Linked DNA regions of Mus musculus: region 2 is linked to region 1. The links are chromatin contacts, called in public HiChIP or PLAC-seq maps. All regions are on one chromosome and are shown on one strand. The core of a region is the stretch at or near the end of the contact, and the rest is flanking DNA. Distances in the headings are between cores, read along the strand shown. Region 1 has its middle 23 kb from the start of Gm32219. Region 2 overlaps Gm40436 (a long non-coding RNA gene).

Region 1 (2,700 bases), core at 174-2,673:
CCCAAATGTTCAGGAGAGGCACGAAGGGCTCAGCTTCTCATGAAATGCATAGAGTCCATATTGGAGCGCTGTACTCCCCTTCCTGCCCGGCCTAGGACTGATTATGGAAAGTCTGTCTTCGTTATTCACACGCCCCAAGTCAGAACTCGTGTTCCTTTACCTAAGTGAATGGAGAAAGGAGAAGTGGTGAACCAAAATGGCTTCTTCCTGAATCAAGATGGCTGGCAGCTTCCAGTGTGGTGAGCACCAGTTAGCATAAGGTCTTAAAGTGGCAACTGTCCCTTCTCTTCATAATCAAGAGATTCAGAGGCAGACCGTTAGCTGTTAGCTTACAGGAGTCTTCCATTACCCACTGGGGATACATTCTAAGACAACTACCCTCGCACACACACTGGATGTCTAAAACTTCAGATAGTACCAAACCCTTGAGAGCCTGTGTTTTTCCTGTGTGTATGCACTTGTGGTGAACTATGGTTTAAGCACAGTAGAGAATTGACAACTGCAATACGACATAGCATGTATAACAATTAAGTGTGATATATGCTTTTAAATGTACCACTTGTTTCTAGAATTTTCTATTCACTCTTTTTAGATTGTGTTTCACCGTGGGTAACTGGAACCGTGGAAAGCAACTTTAGATAAGGGACGATAGCGCTTTGCTTTTGATTGCTCAGAGACAATTGATTTCAGCAGCTCCCGTGGTTGCCTGTCCTCTGTGTGCAAACACAGTTAGCCTAAGCCTGGGGTTCATCATCTATACAATGGTGGGAACACCCACCCGACACTGGCTGACATCTTCATTGTACAGTCACAGTATAGAAGCAAAATGAAGTATGTGTTTACAAATGTGGATAGACATCTCTTCCTTTCCAACGTGAAATTGTAATAAAGGCAGTATTATCCAGTAGTCCTCTTTTCCTCCCTCCTTTCCAAGTCTTACTGTGAAAACTTTCAAAAATACATAAAAGAACGGCAGAGTAAAATGTACCTTCCTCGTCCCCACCACTGAGATATGACAGAACCCAACAGCTTTGTATTTGATTCACAAAAGCATTTTAAAACTATCCCAAATATCAAAAAACAAATCTCCAGCTATTCTCTGTGTTTCTAGAAAGTAAGGTTTTCTTAATGTTAGTAATGCTTAATGTTAGTAACACAGCTAACTAAAGAAACAGCAACTGGTGGGAGGTCACCTAGACATAGTTTCCCTAGATGCCTCTGATTGCCAATGGGCTTTTAACGCTTCATCTGCTCACATCAAGATCCAAATACGGTAACTAGAGTGAGATACAAACCAGCACACGGGATCCTGTTTATAGGCCTCAGAGTTCAGGAATTTCTTTGCCTCATGCCCCGTGACTAAGCTTTGCCGATATAGTGCATTCTGACATTTGTGGGTTTGACCATCTGGAAGCAACTCTGAATGTCTATGGCATTCAGCAATGGTTTGCTGTGGCACAGATGTGGCTTCTGGGCTCTCAGGCTGTGTCTGTTCATCTATTGGGTGAGCATGGCTGGAACCCAGCAAGTGGCTTTCTCTTTTCTTCTATCATTTTTGAGTTCATAGACTGGAATCCTTTTTTTTTTTTTAATGGACTCCCCTCCAAAACTGGCCCATGTAGGATTAATGCTATTTGATTTTGCCTAGTGAGAGTATTAGCAATATTTTAAATTTTTTTATTTTATTGTAAAACTTATATGTGTATGTGTGGTTCTATGCACATGTGAGTGCAGGGGCCTATGCCATCCAGAAGAGGGCGGTCTTAGTGAGGCAAGAAGCAACTTGGGGAGGAAGGGGTTTATTTGGCTCATACTTCCAGATAACAGACCACAGTCCATTTTGATAGACAAAGTAGAAGCTCAAAGCAGGACCTGGAGGCAGGAATGGAAGCGGAGACAATAAAAGCCCTGCTTACTGGCTTGCTCCCCACAGCCTTTTTTTTTTTTTTAAATAAACCCAGGGCCACCTGCCCAGAAGTGGTACTGCCCATAATGGCCTGGGTGCCTATACATTAATTATTAACCAATAAAATGTCCCACAAATGTCTTACAAGCTAATCTGATGGAGACATTTTTCTCAATTGAGGTTTTCTCTTTTTCGCTAACTCTAGCTTGTGTCAAATTGACAAAGAACTAAACAACACACAAGGACATTTGATTCTCTGGTGCTAGAGGTACAGGGAGCTGTGAGCTCCCTGACGTGGGCCCTCTGCAAAAGCACTGAACTGTCTCTCCAGGTGCAGTGAGCAACATTGTTAAAACATTGCTCTTTACTATGGTTTAGATGATCCACGTCCAAAGCTCGCATGGTGGGGGGTCATGACTGGCTCCTCCCCTCTTTCTGTCTTTTTAACTCATTGTGTGATTTCTCCCTTTTAGGCATGCATCTGCCCTTGTGCTGGTCATGAAGTGATTCCCTCAGGGGCAGGGGGTGCTCTCTGGAGCCAACACCATGCTTTTTGGATCTTTAAAGTCTATAAGCTAAAAAACATGGATTTAAAATGTATTTTTTTTCCACACATACTACATCGTGATTACAGTTTCCCCTCCCTCTACTCGTCCCAGTTCCTCCCCCTCCCCCAGGTCCACTCCCTTTCCATCTCTCACTAGAATACAAACAGGCTTCTAAGAGTATAATAATAAAATATAATAAAATAAAATATAATAAAATAAAACACATAGTATCACATCAGAATTGGA
Region 2 (3,017 bases), core at 160-2,659, 100 kb after region 1:
CTCGGGTGTGCAGAGGACACCACTCGGCCTCCCATTTCACATTCCGTGGTTTCATGGGTTTTGTTTGTTCGCTTTCTATGCTTTTCAAGACAGGATTTCTCTGTGTAACAGCCCGAGCTGTCCTGGAACTCACTCTGTAGACGGTGTTCACAGAGATCCACCTGCCTCTGCCTCCCTAGCACTGTAATTAAAGGTATGCGCCACCTCTACATGGCTGGTTTGTGAATTTTTGATGAGATCCAGCACTGGGCGCCTTGGTCTTTAGGCCTGGATCTGACAGCAATGCCCCTATGTCCTTGAGCAAGCACTACCTCTTCACCTGGTCTTATTTTTGACATTTGCCAAATGAGACTGTGACACTAAACCTTTGAGTTTCCCTTCATCCATGGCATCTTGTGGCAGTCAGCATATATGATCAATAGTAAGTACTAATGCGGAAGGATATTTTCACAGGAAACTCAGAACACACCAATCTCTTCCTGACTATCACTGCCTCAGTCCAGACTCTGACCCAACACCTAGGAGCCAATAGTTTTGTGTAATAGTTTCAGGCACCTCACTTCCTGGGTGGGGACACACCCTGTGAATGCAAATAGCTCAAGACTAAAAGGAGAGAGGGAGAGGGAGGAATAAAACTGGGCTCAGCGCCCATCCATTCATTCCACAAAACTCTTGTGTTGCATGAGGATGGGGCAAAGGATGTATCGGGGCCACGGGCTCTTCTGGTGGACTGAGAAGAGTAAGGAAATTCATCCTGTGTAAGTCTGGACTTGCAGCTCAATAACAAATCCATCTGTGAGATGGTCCGAATTTACCCACTTGGCCTTCGTGACATGTCAAAGGCAGAAAGAAAGCGTTCTTTGTGTGGAAGGCTGAGATCTGCACTGTCCCAGGACTGTAAATATAGCTGCTTACTTCCTGAAGCTCCAGTTAGTCCCTGGTGACCTTTCCCAAAGTATTCTTTTTCTGGTTTCCATTAATAGCTCCGGCCCTAAGTCACTACTGTTGACAATGTGCATGGCAGTGTATTGAAAGAAGGAACACTGCAGCTTGGTGCAACTTGGAATTGTTTGTTCAAGCCTTTAGCTTTAAAATTGAGACATATCCTTGTGCAGAAGGTTCACGGGGTCCTAGCAGTTCAAAGTCAAAGGCAGGCTCCTAACGTGCCCTGGAGCATCATCAAAAGAACAGTCCTCAGCTCCCTTCCCCCCATAAATCAAACCCAAAGATCCCCAGGAAGAGCATTTCTCTAATCTTCCCCTTAAATACAAGAAGCATCAATACAAAACATGACCCGCGTGGTGTTTCCTCCCCTTGGGTGGCAGCTGCTAGAATGCAACCCTGCCTTCTGTATTCAAGAGATCTTTTATTCCCAGCTGCTCAAGCCAAGCCACAAGGCTTGAAGGAATGCTTGGGATGTTGTGACTGAGGGCACAAAGAATCCGTGGTGTGGCTCTGAAATAGGGGCAGCTCTAGAGCAAAGAGCTAAAAGAACCAGGGATTGGGCTTGTATTCCTATTCCTCTCTCCCTCTCTCCCTCTCTCCCTCTCTCCCTCTCTCCCTCTCTCTCCCTCTCTCCCTCTCTCCCTCTCTCCCTCTCTCCCTCTCTCCCTCTCTCCCTCTCTCCCTCTCTCCCTCTCTCCCTCTCTCCCTCTCTCCCTCTCTCCCTCTCTCCCTCTCTCCCTCTCTCCCTCTCTCCCTCTCTCCCTCTCTCCCTCTCTCCCTCTCTCCCTCTCTTCCTCTCTCCCTCTCTCCCTCTCTGTATATGTGTGTGTGTGTTCACAATGGTACATACATATGCTGGCTCTGGTCTCAAAGTATTCTTTGAATTTTTTTTTAAGACAATTAAAGGTTTTGTTGTCAACATCTAATCTAGAAGAGTCTCAGAATGACTCATTGGGCACTGGGCCATCATACCTGTGGCTAGCCAAGTTCAGTGAGAAAATTTTAGAATTAGAGAAAGGAGGCTGTGCCTTTCTTATTAATGGCTAAGCCATTGTCCCTGATAAGAGATTTTTAAAGTTTGCAAATAGGAAACGGGACACTCCAGCTGGGACTCTTTCTAAAGAGGACTCCTTATTTCACTTGATATTGAGCAATTTGGGTATGCCAGGGGCACCAACAGAAGTTGTTTTTCCGAAAAATATTCATAATCGATTTTCAATTTATCCTCTCTACAAAAGGAAAAGTTCCCCATAATATCACCTGGCATGGATCGGGTAGGTTTGAAGGATTTTTGTTCCCCTTGAAGTCAGAGACACCACCACACACCTGGGAGGTCTTTTGATGTGGCCAGTGCTTGCATACTTGGTGCCTCTTTCAAACCTACATTTCTAGGAAAAGTGAATGTGAGTTTATGGTTCATGGTCCATAGCTGAAACATCATGGGTTTAGATGACATACAGCTGGTGACATAAAGGACAGATACAGATACAGACACAGACACAGATACAGAGATAGATAGATAATAGATAGATAAATAGATAGATAGGGATATAGGTAGATTTATAGAGATATAGATTATCCTGTTGTCCTTGTTCAAATCTTCCCAGTTCTTACTAATCTATTACTGAGAAGAGACACTGATTGATAGGAGGAGGAGGAGGCTCAGTGGACCTAGTCCAGCTCAACTTCTGGCCCTACCACATGCCCATAGATGCTACCTAACATGAGGGTCCCTGAACAGTACTTACAAGTCCCAAGATTGATTTTCCTCCTGATGAAGAGGAAAGAGTCTACCTCCCTTTTACAAACAGAGAAGTAGAGGAATTAACAACAATCTGGTACGTGAGGTCATTTGGCTTTGACCTTTGTTGAATGTTGAATTGAGCAACTTCTCCCAGTGTGAGAGATGAGCACTGAAGTCTAAAATCCAAACGTAAAGACACTCAGAGCTTACGTTAATGGTTAGCTTGGTGATTTCTACATAACACACAGACCTTACTCTTAAGCATTTTGCAAAAATGGTTCTTATTGATACAGGAGACCAAAAAAATAACCAAGGCCTTGAATACATA

The links. HiChIP or PLAC-seq counts read pairs in DNA pulled down with a chosen protein or histone mark.
Region 2: an H3K27ac HiChIP or PLAC-seq map of embryonic fibroblasts shows a contact between it and region 1, with 34 read pairs. The contact joins two enhancer-like sites. A contact is called at or near these places in 19 of 484 Hi-C or Micro-C datasets (the C2C12 cell line, bone marrow-derived dendritic cells, brain and 12 more) and 4 of 115 datasets of contacts at active chromatin or transcription factors (the NIH/3T3 cell line, embryonic fibroblasts, embryonic stem cells and 1 more).

The regions. Positions count from the first base shown.
Region 1 is chr12:70,510,873-70,513,572 of GRCm38.p6, forward strand. No RefSeq gene overlaps it. Among named protein-coding and RNA genes, the nearest start is that of Gm32219, 23 kb to the right of the region's middle. Within about 2 kb of position 1,424, at least 19 of the 459 cell types and tissues checked have an H3K27ac peak or open chromatin away from gene starts, as enhancers often do. A contact at or near this core is called in the C2C12 cell line, embryonic fibroblasts, muscle stem cells and 1 more, where this site is marked.
Region 2 is chr12:70,615,327-70,618,343 of GRCm38.p6, forward strand. The region is part of intron 1 of Gm40436 (a long non-coding RNA gene); the gene reads left to right. Among named protein-coding and RNA genes, the nearest start is that of Gm40436, 26 kb to the left of the region's middle. Within about 2 kb of position 1,410, at least 53 of the 459 cell types and tissues checked have an H3K27ac peak or open chromatin away from gene starts, as enhancers often do. A contact at or near this core is called in the C2C12 cell line, embryonic fibroblasts, muscle stem cells and 1 more, where this site is marked.